Regions from separate parts of the Rattus norvegicus genome. Here regions 2 and 3 are each linked to region 1. Evidence: chromatin contacts called from public Hi-C data. All regions are on one chromosome and are shown on one strand. The core of a region is the stretch at or near the end of the contact, and the rest is flanking DNA. Distances in the headings are between cores, read along the strand shown. Region 1 holds the start of Maml2 (mastermind-like transcriptional coactivator 2). Region 2 overlaps Maml2 (mastermind-like transcriptional coactivator 2). Region 3 overlaps Maml2 (mastermind-like transcriptional coactivator 2).

What was found. Hi-C and Micro-C count contacts between places; a contact is called where the count stands out from the background.
Region 2: a contact with region 1 is called in a Hi-C map of Schwann cells, with 4 times the contacts expected there. The contact joins the enhancer-like site here to the promoter of Maml2 in region 1. A contact is called at or near these places in 1 of 12 Hi-C or Micro-C datasets (Schwann cells) and 1 of 1 datasets of contacts at active chromatin or transcription factors (oligodendrocytes).
Region 3: a Hi-C map of Schwann cells shows a contact between it and region 1, with 4 times the contacts expected there. The contact joins the enhancer-like site here to the promoter of Maml2 in region 1. A contact is called at or near these places in 2 of 12 Hi-C or Micro-C datasets (the A7r5 cell line and Schwann cells) and 1 of 1 datasets of contacts at active chromatin or transcription factors (oligodendrocytes).

The regions. Positions count from the first base shown.
Region 1 is chr8:18,549,436-18,554,017 of GRCr8, reverse strand. It overlaps Maml2 (mastermind-like transcriptional coactivator 2), which reads right to left and starts at 1,538. Exons shown (of 5, transcript XM_008765997.4): 1 at 1,038-1,538. The coding sequence starts at 1,538. It also overlaps a transcript of Ccdc82 not described here.
Region 2 is chr8:18,743,814-18,747,829 of GRCr8, reverse strand. The region is part of intron 1 of Maml2 (mastermind-like transcriptional coactivator 2); the gene reads right to left. It overlaps LOC134480140, which reads right to left. Exons shown (of 2, transcript XM_063266368.1): 1 at 1-4,016. Among named protein-coding and RNA genes, the nearest start is that of Mtmr2, 150 kb to the left of the region's middle. Within about 2 kb of position 2,584, at least 20 of the 93 cell types and tissues checked have an H3K27ac peak or open chromatin away from gene starts, as enhancers often do. A contact at or near this core is called in Schwann cells, where this site is marked.
Region 3 is chr8:18,768,443-18,772,379 of GRCr8, reverse strand. The region is part of intron 1 of Maml2 (mastermind-like transcriptional coactivator 2); the gene reads right to left. LOC134480140 reads right to left here. Exons shown (of 2, transcript XM_063266368.1): 2 at 1-3,937. Among named protein-coding and RNA genes, the nearest start is that of Mtmr2, 130 kb to the left of the region's middle. Within about 2 kb of position 1,694, at least 9 of the 93 cell types and tissues checked have an H3K27ac peak or open chromatin away from gene starts, as enhancers often do. A contact at or near this core is called in the A7r5 cell line and Schwann cells, where this site is marked.

The DNA.
Region 1 (4,582 bases), core at 289-2,788:
GCTTTCTGGATGTTTTGGGGCTTCCATGCCCATGATCTGTCGGGTGTCTCTCATCAGGCTTGGCTTAGGCTGACTGCAGTTGTCCCGGGAGCAGTCACAGAACCTCTTAGCTTAGCGGGAGAAGCCTGTGGGCTTGGCTTCCTACTTCTGCTGAAAGGCTCATGGCAGAGCAGTGTGTGGGAAGCCTGAACACTACAAGCAGGGGGTCACCTGACCAAGACTGATGACTCAAAGCTCTTTGCTCTGTGTGGCGTGTGTGCTTGGGGGTGGGGGTTGTTGTCTGAGCCTCTGAGGAAGCACTTCCAGTCAGAAAATTACTCAGGCTTTAGGGTTTGGTGTGCTGTTACCAGTAGGGACTAAAGACAAGGTGCTTCCTAGAACTACGGTAAACAGTCGTCAGTCTCTTCCACAAGTGCTGGGACATCCCAGCCTTAATTGGAGGGTCCAGAATAAAGACTGAATTGGGGCCTGTGGTGGGAGCCTATGAGAATCCTGGTAGTCCTCTTCCCAAGCTTTCCTGCAGTATCTGTCTGTGAGGTATTTTCCTCATGTTTTTGTTTAAAACTGTGGGAACACCTATGTAATAGTCAATCACAGACACCCCTTAACTCCAGGGAAAGGTCACAGAAGGGGAAGGGGCATGGAGCAAGATGAACAGGTCATCTGAACTAAGTTCCTGTCAAGTAAAGAATGTCTTCCTGGGCCTAATCAGAGCCAGTATGTAAAGCAGCAGGGTTCTCAAGGGTTTCCCAGCTGTAAGGTCTTCTTTCACAAACTAGACTGTGAGCCTCTGGAGAACCCAGGCTCTTACCTCTCGAGGAACACCCTTTGGGTGTAGGACAATGACAATGAGCAAGCCCTGGTGGCTTTGACAGTGAGAGCTTACAACCACATTCGCATACCCAGCGGCTTTTGAGCGACTGCTATCTTGGCCTTCTTCATGGCCATCCAGTCCATACGAGGCCAAGACAGCCACCACCTTCGCAAAAGGCCACATGACTACAGCCAGAATCATAGGAGAAAACCAGGTGCCTTACCGCAAGCAGGGCTGAGTTCCGCTGGTCCCCCGGGGTCGAAGCTGGCGGCTGCTGCTCTCGGTTTATCCCACCGTTATCATTACTGGTCAGCCGGTGCTGCTGATGGTGATGGTGATAGTCTGGTGGAGGTGGTGGGGCTGTGCTTGCTGCCTGGGAGGCCACAGGAGGGGCGGTAGGGGGCGGTGGAGGGGCTGTGGTGGTGGCAGTCGTGGCTGTAGCCTTAGCATGTTTGCTAGCCTTCCTTGCCCCCTGGCCATGCTGGACCAGGCTAAGAAGCTGCATGGTGCTTTCCCTTTCTCGGTCTGAGCTCTCAGCCCTACCACGTTCATAGCGTCCTTCACAGCTCAGGTGGTGCTGTCGGCAGACAGCAATGCGAGCCCGCAGGCGTTCCACAATGGCACTGTGCACTCTCGGGGTGACTGAACCCCCTCCAAGGAGCCCCGCCCCAGAAGCCCCCCCCAACCCTCCTGCGGGGGCCTGCGGGGGCGCTGTGTCCCCCATCTTGTTGGACACAATGATTACTGCCTCTGGTGTGGTGAGGTGCAAGAGGCTGGTGTTGGCTATTGCGGGCAAAGCGGGTTTCAGTGTTCAGGGCCACATGAATAGAGGTCTTCTGAGGGTGGGGAGAGAGTGGAGAAGGTGTGGGGGAGGGGTCTTCAGAGAGTGGGGAGGCAGTGGAGAAGGTGTGGGGGAGGGGAGCGAGTAACAACAGGGTGGGGAGAAAGATTAGAAACCAATTGGAGAGAGGAAGTTGGAAACAAACCCTGATCAACTTACTCTAATTGCATTTGACAGCTCAGGAGAAGTTGGACAGAGTTGGTAGATTTTTTTTTCTCCCCTACCAGGCTGACAAGAGCCTCTAGGTACTTAGTAAACACAAAGTCTGGGGGACCGTTCAAGAATTCAGGGATTGTCAAGGAAGAAGCAGAAGCACATAGCAAAAGGAATCAGAAGAGTCATTAATAGAGATCCGGGCTCCCCCTCACCTCGCTTTTTCGGGAAATTATTTATAGGGGTGTTTCTGCAGAGAAACACATTTCTCCCGGGGGCTATGAACCGGCAGCCTTCACTTTTACTCAGGTTAAAAAATAAACAACAGGACTGTTTCCCAAGGCTTCTGAAGTCATGTTCAAACTGTGCGAAATCCAGGAAGACTATGTTGGTTTCTCCGTCCCTTTCTCTCCCTCCGGTGTTGGTGCTTTCTCCTTCTTGGGGGTAGAGTAGGATGCAGTCTTCTCCCCAAAGAAGACAGCTTTTCAGTCTTAACAACGTCTGTAATTGGACTTCAGAACCATGCTCTTTTCTTCAAGCTAATCCAATCACCGGCAAAAATCCCGATCCCCTCTTAGGTTTCTTAGTCTTAAATGAAAGCAGGCTCAAGTGGCTGGCTACCGAGAGAGCTCCTTCAACACATTTCCCCCTTTCCCACTTAATTTTAATTCCTCACCCCCCACTTCTATTCTAACACAGTATCAAGAGAGACAAAGTCTTCCGAGAGTAATTTACAAACGATGGTCAAACTTACAAACTTCCAGCAAATTGCACCGAGTCATGTCCAGCCACTTTTCTGTCCACTTTTGTACATTCCACGCCGGGCCAGTGCCTCAGAGGGTCTGGACTCCCAAAGGCAATGTGGCTCTATCTCTTGTAATGCTTCGCGTTATAGATTGGGGGGGGGGGAGAAGAAAAAAAGTCGCTTGTATTTTCCTTTCTCTTTCAGGTCCCTTCCGAGCGCTTTCCTGACACCGACTCCCGCTCCTCGGACTCACGGCGAAACACAGGCTTTCATTGTGCTGCGATACGAGAGGGAGAGAAAGAGAGAGAGAGAGAGTGAGTGAGACAGAGGGAGAGAGGGAGCCAGCAGGCTGCAGATGGGGGAGGAGGGCGGGAGCTCCGGCTCCCTGGTGGAAGGCTGGTGCCGCTGCTCCAGTGAGTAATCGCAGCCAGGCGCCGGGGAACGGAGTGCAGAGGCCTCCCAGTGGCTGAAGAGGCAAACCCTCCGGAACAGCATCTCTCTAGGCTGGCTCTGGCCTCAGCCTCAGCCTGGGTGCTGGGGTGGGGGGAAGATTGGGGAAATTCCCCAGTCTCCTCGTAAGTGTTCGAGCAGCTCTCAATGCTGAAGAAACTCCCAGTCAGGGACTGTATTTTTCCCCTTCCAGGCTCGCAGTCCGCCCTCCTGAGGATATGATTTTCGCTTTTCAATAAGCTGTAAACGACACCACTGAGCACCCCAACAAGAGCTGGGTGAGCCTAGAGTAAAAGCTCATTAGCACGGTGAGGAAGTTGGTCAGTGATTGCTGTGAGGTGCAGAGAGGGAAGTCCACCGCTGGCTGTCTCCTAAAGGGACCCATTGGTGGAGGCCAGAGAGTTTGGGCAACAGGCTGGGTGGTGATGGAGCAAATAAATCATCGGGGATAAATAAACGTTTTATAAGACTGATATTGTCATTACCTCGAGGAAGGAAAAAAATTTCTTTTCCTTTGAAAAGTCAACAAATACAAGGTGTATTGTCCGTGGCAGTTTGGTTGTCAAACTAATGTGCCACGTGATTTCAAGAACATTCATAACAACCAAAACAAAAAAAATAGCTTTTGATTTCTTATCTTCATATCTTCATATGATGTAGCTTGTAAAATACTCAAGCAGACTGGACAAATCTGTGTGTTTATCAATTACGGAGAATAAACTAAGATGTGCACAGTATTAGAAGTCAGGACCAACAAAAACTCGAGTTGTTTGGATCTGAGGTCTCCAGACACAAAGCTTCATTCACTTGAGCGACTAGAATTTCAGCAGGACGATCCTGCTTCAAACGTGAGCTGTGGGTAGAAGCAAACAAAATTCAGGTAATAAGCTCGAATTGTGACTGCTTTTAGCTGCTGAGGCATCTCTTCAACCCCCACCTCTCTGTAATTTTGACAGGAGCATAAATTAGAGCTTGAGAAACAAGATTTCAACAGACAGGTTTCGCTACTACATTCCAGCATGTAAGACACTGCTCTAAAAGCTAGGATCAAGTCTTGAGTGTCTTTTGTATGAATGTAAAAATGTGTATATATATATATATATATATATATATATATATATATATATATATATATATATATATATATATATATATATGCACATACCTGTAGTGCCGTGCTCACTTAGTCCAGATGAGTGTTAGGTCCCCTGGAACTGGAATTATAGTTGTGAGCCATCACATGAGTTCTGTGAACTGAACCCAGGTCCTCTGCAGGACCAGCAATTGTTCTTGACTGCTGAGCCATCTCTCCAGTCTCCTTTTATGCACATTTACCTGTATGCATACCAGCCATTTACATCCAATCATGCATATCATCTTTATTATTTATTTTAGAAATCAGCAACTAAAGTCCAGCATTTCACATGTCATCCCCATCAATACTCAAACATTCCTGGAAATGCATATTATTAGCTTTATCCAGTTCCTCATTTAGAGAATGAGGACTTTTCAAGATGACATTTTTCACATCATATATTTAGGAAGGATGAGACCAGGACTTTCCAGAGCCAGGTTCTCT
Region 2 (4,016 bases), core at 1,335-3,834, 190 kb before region 1:
CTGTGTGTTCCCATCTACAAAGTAGGGAGTTAGAAGCACTGCTTGTTAACTATTCTATGAAGTTAGCCCTGACAGGTACAAAGTTTCAGTAGGCAAATATGTCTAATTTTTGGTGATTTCTCTTTATCTGTTTAAAGTGGAGAGGTGAGGTTTCTTTCTTTGTTGTTGTTGTTGTTGTTGTTGTTGTTGTTGTTGTTTTCTTTTTGAATACTACTCAGAAAATCATGCTATCAGGTCAGCCTGTTGGTAAGGCCATAGGTTTCCCTTGAGGTGCCATTTCAGTGAATGCCCTGTAAACAGAAAGGCTTCTCTAGGTGGAATCGCACAGTGATGTTGGGCTCCTTATGAAAGGGTTCTGATAGGTGTTGTTTTCCTTTGGGGGTTTGCATTGCATGTTCATAGCTGAGATGGAAAGTTGCCATAGTTACCTGTGAGAACTGATAAACAGAGCAGTTACTGCTAAAAATCTATCTATCAAGGTCAGCTAGACATTTCCAATTGCTGCCAAATGATTTCCGCCCAGGGGAAGTTAATGAAATGTCGAAAAGAAGTTGAAAATAAGGTTACCGTGGACACACTTCGAGTATATTTATGTAACCAGCCATTTGCAAGTGGATCTTACCCGCTGGAAACCCCGCAGTACAAGGCATCTGGAGGGGAAGTTCAGAGTAACAACACATTTGGAGTTTGGCACTGATCACTGCCCTCAAATCCAGCCCTTCATTAACAGCTTCTGTAGAGTGCTAGTCCTCCTCCAGGGGCTACAAAAGCAGACCAAACCTTCCTCGTTAGAAACTTCCTTTCTCGGTCAGCTGTTCTTACTGACTTCCCATCCTGGGGGCCCTCTATTTTCACTGGCAGTGCTGACGGTGAGAGCAGAGCAGACCACTTGCCTTAGAGTGGTCCAAGAAGAGGAAGGGGAGACAGTCACCATCACATGACATCATCCTCAGCTCGGTGCTTGTGCAATTGTTACGTGCATACAGGTCACCTGGAGGTCTGGTTGACCCAGAGACTTTGATTCACAAGGTGTGGGGTGAGGCTACAATCTGATTCTAGAACATTCTCACGAGCTTTCCAAACTGCTGGCTCACAGGTCATGTCTTCGACGGCCAGGCCCCAGTTTCTCTCTTTATGTTGGAATCAAGTTCACTCTTCTTCGTGCTTGGTGCGCATTTGACTTTTCCCATTCACAAGGCTCTTAGAGCTTGGAAAGATGACTCCGCTCTCAGGCCCACCAGTGTGCAGCATAAGGGCTTCCTCAACATCTTTTTAAAGACCCACACTTTCATTTTACAATGACCACACCGAACAAACAATAGATCAGCAAACAAGCATTCAGGCGACATTTGGAGTGAGTGACATGTTTTGTCCCATGGCAAAATAGCATTGATCTTTGGCCCATAGAAAATGCTGGACACCTCTTTGTTCTATGAATTAAATTAAAGCAACACAACATATGTCTTAGCTTCTAACATTCTTCTGATAAAACATCAAGTTATACTTTAAGATTCCAGAAATATTTAATTGCTTTGAAAATCATACCTATTATATATTTGAAATCAACCAACCTTTTGTCCAAATATTATGACCTCGAGATTTTACTTGTCTGTAAGTTAACCTATATATATATTCTCCTCCAATTCTATTTGACATGTTATCAGTCTATTCCTGTGAATGGCAAGTAGCAATGCACTCAGCCAGGGTTGGTTTTATTTCCCCTCACTAGGAGAGGTCAATAGAATGGTTACTAAGATGTCATAAATACCATTGACTCCTATTTCTTCCTGTACCACTCAGGCATTAGGAGACTAAAGAGCAAACATTCTTTTTAGTTGAATTTTAGACCTCGGTAGCCATTAGCTCTAGAGGTCATGGACATTTATACAATGGCAAATATTGCACTGAAAAGTTATATATTTTATTTTATCACACCTTTACATCTGTGCCTATGAGTTAATCTGTATTAGCACATTTTAAAGAGAATGGAATGGAGACTGATGCTTGTTTTCTAAGCTGCCGGTTTGCAAGGTGAGTTCTTTTTGCTATTTATTTTATTTTTAACTTCTTAATACTGCGATCAGGGCCTTATGATATTTTTATGCTTGGGACAGAAATATAGCTGAAAAGCAGGAGATAACATACCACAATGTGCTTAATTAAAGGGCAGCTTTACTTACAGTTCCCGTAGCCTTTTCTCCCCTTTAGAAATTGCCTTGCTCTCTTTCTAACTCTGGAGGAGTGACTCTTCCGGTTCTCTGCTGCCTTCTCCATTTCTGACTGTGACAAGCTCCGCTGGATCAAAGCGGCCTTCAGCACATTGGCTTTCTTTGTCTGGTGCCCAGGGCTGAGGTTCGTGAAACACAGCGCAACAGTGCTTTTTCACCCCCGAGTTGGAGAGGGAGTGGCATTTTCCTGGCCTCTTCTACCACAGTGTCTATGAGAATCCCCCAGCCTGGGATTTCTGGGCCATTTTTAAGACAGACTTTCATGGGTCTCAGGCTGACCTTGGCCTGTATATGTAGTGGAGAATGAGCTTGAACTTTTTGTGCTGCTGCCTCCCTGCCTAGACTTACAGATATGTGTTTACCATGCCCCAGATAGAGGGTGCCGGAGAGCAAATCTACGTTTAGCCATACAACGCAAACGCTGCCAAATGGCCCTTTTGGCTGAATGCATCCTTTTGGATGTACCTGAAACCAAGTGGCCCCACTGGGTCAGGCAATGCAGAGCTCAGGAAGTTTCGATTTCTCGTTTTGTTTTGTTTGTTTCAAGACACAACATAGCTCTGGCCGAACTCACTGTGTGGCCTGGGCTGGACTCAGACTCAGGGATTGGGATTAAGCGCTGGGATTAAAGGCAAGCATCACTACTTAAGCTTGCTTAAGAGGCTTTGCGTTGCTCTTTCCTTCTTTGGATCTCAGAACAGAGGAACCATTTAACCGCCACAGCCACGGTCCAGATCACACTAAAGAGAGCCATAGACCCTGAGTCTGATTGCAGTAACTTTAACATTTTGTTGCCTAAATCATAACAGAACTAAATTTCAGTAACTAATATAGAATGAGAACCAGTTTATGACCAAAGTGTTACTGAACTCACTGAAACGTGGCATCCAAACACGTCCTCAGAGTCAGCTTTCTGACTCAGCACAGGAAGGGACCCAGGACTCATAGATGGACATCTTTTAAAAGAATCCAAGCCATACCGATCTGGGAATCTGTAAAGCAAGCTATGCCTTTTCTTTTTCCTCACCAACAGATCCCTCCTCTTCTCCTTGCAGAATGAGCCCTATAATTGCTTTAACTCACCACTTCCTTCTGACAGATACAGCTACATGTGTATGTGCAATGCACGCACGCACGCACACACACACACACACACACACACACACACACACACACACACACATACATAAACATGAGTCGGCTAACAACTGACAAGAAATTAAATATTTAAAGATGTTGCCGGTCCTGTAGCTATCACAAGAGCCCAGTTAGCATCTCATGTTGGAAGGAAACCCCCTGATTAGCTCTTTTCTACCTGCCCCCACTGCGCTTCCAAGTAAGGGAGTTTTAAACACACAGTGTTATTTCCAGCTTTCACATCCAATGTTGGGGGGAAGCAGACCTTGGTGAATTTTAAAGTTTCAGGGTTGATAGGCTAATTCCGGAATGGTACATATTTATTTTGCTTTTACATAAGAAAATGCAAGGATTTGATTCTCTTCGGACAGATGACACAGTTCATTTTCCCCTGATAATAGGGATATTTAAAAGTGCACGAGAGCCCACTTTCTGCTCCATTTCCTGTAAATAACTTTACACTCACTTCAAAGCTGACCTTTCACTCAGTTCAAAATTCATGTTGCTAAGAAGTTGCGGAGGGAGGAGTGAATCAGTGGGGGTGGGCATAAAATAACTGTATCGTGTTTTATTTACTTTGTCCTGAACACCTTTGAGGGTCTATAATTTCTGGGGATGTCCTGGCAGGCTGAGTGAAGTGTCTGCCAAAAC
Region 3 (3,937 bases), core at 445-2,944, 220 kb before region 1:
TGTGTGTGTGTGTGTGTGTGTGTGTGTGTGTTTTGCTTATCTGGGTCCCACCATCTGTGAGCTTCCCTTACAGCCCATTAGAGATGTGGTTGTTGCTAGAAATTAGGGATGATCTAGAAAGAGACTGGCCCAAACGATCACATATGACTTCTCATTGGTTATTCCAGTGAAGCGTTTGGGATCTTGGAACAATACATTGGAGCTAATCACAACTCTCAAGGCGAGAGCAATTCCCCCTGGTTTACATTTCCTCTTGCAAGTGTCACTTCCAAGTTTATCATCAGCAAGATCCTTTGCTGAAAGAGAGAAGAAACTGGAGGTTTGGGTCCTTTTCCACAGATTATGAAGCTCCCTTTCCTTCTTTGGCCTTATAGAACTATGGACTTTTTGTGGCTTAACGTTGCTGGATTGATTATGTCCAACCTGACTGTACGTTCTCTAAGCGTGGGCCTTGGGTCCAGGCCTTCACTGTGCATGTGCTTGCCGTGATGCTTGCTGTGGCTGAATTGCTTCCAAAAATAGCCATGTGCTTGTCTCAGTCCCCAGGACACTGACCCTTTTAGGCACTAAGTGTCAACTGACAAGAAGTCTGTAGCTGGGGGAGCTTTTTCACGCCCAGCGCACATCCACACACGTGTGAAGCCCTGAGAACTGGAGCCAAGAGGAAGATGAACATTACCAAAATGAGGCAAAACTGCAGGGAATGCGGCGATGGGCTCATGGCAATGGCACACCTCTGCGCTGATCCCAAGCTGGCACACAAGGCGGAGGCTCATTGTGACCGACTCCGTGCCAGGAGGAATGTACAGGAGCAACAAGGCACACTTTCTGTGCGAATTTTAGACACGGACTTTCACTCTTTTAAGAAAGACTGTGGGGTTTGTGTTGGTTGAAGGCTTTGCTGTTGCTAGACCAGGTGGGGAAAGCATACCAGATGTGCCTGGAAATTCTGTCCATAACTTTGGCCCTTAAGATTCAAGCTCCAAGACAGGATTTCAGTATATGCACACACACACACACACACACACACACACACACACACACACACACACATACACACATATTTATACATATAGGTTTCTGTATGTAAAACTCTCATGAGACATGCTATTTTGTACGCTAACTTTAAGATTAATTTTAAGATATTCGAAGTAGATATCTTTCCCACGTAGTCACCTACTACATTAAATAATGTCATTTCAGATCCAGTCCATGATAACGATATCCTCAGTCATCCCGGCTCGTCCCTGTAATCCCTGCAAGGACTTGACTTACAGGAGCCTTTCAGAGATGGACCCGCTGTGTTGAACACAGAAAAGAACACAACAGTCTATAAAGGCCCGAAGAAAAAAAAAAGAATAGCTGCTTTGTGCATGAAATACTTTATCCGTGACTCACTTTTTGCCCAAAATATATCGAAGTGAATCCAAAGTAAATGCTATGTCTAACATGCTGGCTGTGCTCCTAAAGCTCTAAATGTCCGTCTCAGCAGAATGCACAGTGCATTAAACATCATTAATCATAACACTGCTCTCTCCCACTTCACTTGGGGTCCAGCTCCACAGGGTTCTCTTCAAGGCTAGCTCACAGCATCCTGCTTCCCCTTCAACTCGTTGGCTCTGCTATGATGCTTTTAGCACTTTCTGCCTTGTATTGTTCTTGGCAACTGGTTCAGGTATGCGAGTTTTTTTCTTCAGTATGATTTCAAAAGTCAACAGGAGACAAGCTTCTCATGACTCTGCTAACCCACCCCAGCTCTAGCCCAGGGAAACGCTCACTGACTAATTGGTCATTAATGTTATTGGGCATCCAGTTGGCAGTGCATAGGGCATCTTCTCTGCCTAGGTTCATGAACGAAGCCTGCCTTTGGAAGCCTCACTGGCTGGTAGTGTTTCTTGTCCAGGTGTAGAGCGGTTACCTGCTATGGTACAGCCGAAAGGTTTCGGAGAAGAAGAGAAAGCACAGATGCTTCAAGAAGCTGCTGCTGCTTTGGTGGGAATTATACCTGTTCCAAAGTGTCGGCAAACATCCCCAAACTGGAGAGAACCAGTATTGTCTGTTCATTGTTTGGGGCTAAAGTGTGGCTATTGATATATTCCATGTTTTCAAAACACAGTATCAAAGCCTCTCTTAGCGTCACACCAGTCCTCTGCTCTTAGTAGCTTAGGGGATGACAGTAGGTCTTAAAAGTCCTTCCCTTCCCAGTTCCTGGCTCTACATCACACACCCCACCCCACCCCTTTTTCAAATTTTCTCCGCTCTCAGAACATTCCAAGGCCCTGACCTCCTACCTCATGTCTTCTTGACTTATGCAGCAACAAAAGGTGTGTCCTATTCAGAACAACATACAACCTTTGCCTTCCTCCCATTTCCTCTCCCTCCTTCCTCTCCCTTCCTCCTCCATTCTCCTTTGTGGTTCCTCCCTTCCCTGTCCCCTTCTGCCCTCCACCTCTTTTCTGTTTAATTCTAAGAATGGAAACAATCATTTCACTTTAGGTTCTCTGCATCCATCCCCTTCCCCTTGCTATGCACTTCCTCCCAGGACTCCCCTCTCTTGCCATAGCCAGCTCTTTCTCCTTTCATCTCTGAGGGTGGACCCCCAGCAGAGGTCTTCCTCAGGACTGCCTCATCTAAGGGCAGTCTGTCCGCAATTCCTTGCCGATTTCCTTTACAATATTTGTCATTTCAAATAACTCTACTAAGTAACTTCCATTTTTTTAATGTCTGTCTCTCATGTTATAAAATAACTCATAGGGAACGACTTAGAGGACACAGCTATTTTTTTGACCAGTGCATATTCTCTTTAGTGTGACTTAAAGAACTGCCAGGGAGAAGAGTGTTTAAAGCAAAAAGAAAAAAAAACAAAAAACAAAAAACAAAAACAACAACAACAACAACAAAAAAAACACTTATAGGAAACTTTGAGATGCTGAATGACATTCTGATGGTAGAAGGGGTTTTCTTTTCTCTTCGCTCACATGCCAGTATTTTCTCATTTTCCTGAACTGAATGCATATTGCTTATAAAGCAGACTGAAGTGTGTGGTCATTATGTATCTCTGCCCTTGTTAACCACACCCCACATTCCAGGGTGAAATGTTCTCAATCTAGAACATTCCACTTAGTCAGCCCCAGTAGAAAGGATCAAGGTGGACAGTGGGCTCAAGCTGAGTGCTTTAACTACTCGTTTAGCAATGGATAATTAAGACAAGGACTCCTCCTGCCCTATAGTCATGAGTATTTGAGGTGAGAGACTTGGCTACTCTGGTGCTTTTGAAGAATGGACCCCATAGGCTCATATGTTTGAATGCTTAGTTATAAGGAGTGGATTAGGAGGTGTGACCTTGTTGAAGGAAATGTGTCATTTCTTTGAGGTTTCAAAAGCCCATGCCAGGCTCTCTCCCACGCGCTCCCCCCCCCCCAAGTCAGGATGCAACTCTTAGCTATTCTCCAGCACCACACCTAACTGCCGCCATGCTCTCTGAGGTGATGGTGAGTGGACTAAGCCCCTGAAACTGCGAGCAAGGCACCAGTTAAATGCGTTCCCTTAAAAGAGTTTCCTTGATCAAGGCGTCTCTTCACAGCGACAGAACGGTGACTAAGACAGCTGGTCTCCTGTCTATGTCTCCTAAGACAGTCATCCTTAGTGACACACAGGAAGAGATGGAGAAAGCATGGCTCATCTACAGGATGTAGGAGAATGGAACTGACCCAGACAGCAAGGCAGGAAGAGAGAATAGACAGGCATGTGTGTGTGTGTGTGTGTGTGTGTGTGTGTGTGTGTGTGTCCAGCTTTCCAATACTTAGGGGGACTCAGTGATATCCCTATAATTTACCTTTCCACACTTGGTCACAGACACACTTTAGATCCTTAGTGTGGAGCCTTTTTATGACAGTGCCTGCTGCTTGCAGGAAACTCCTCCCATTAAAACAAAGGC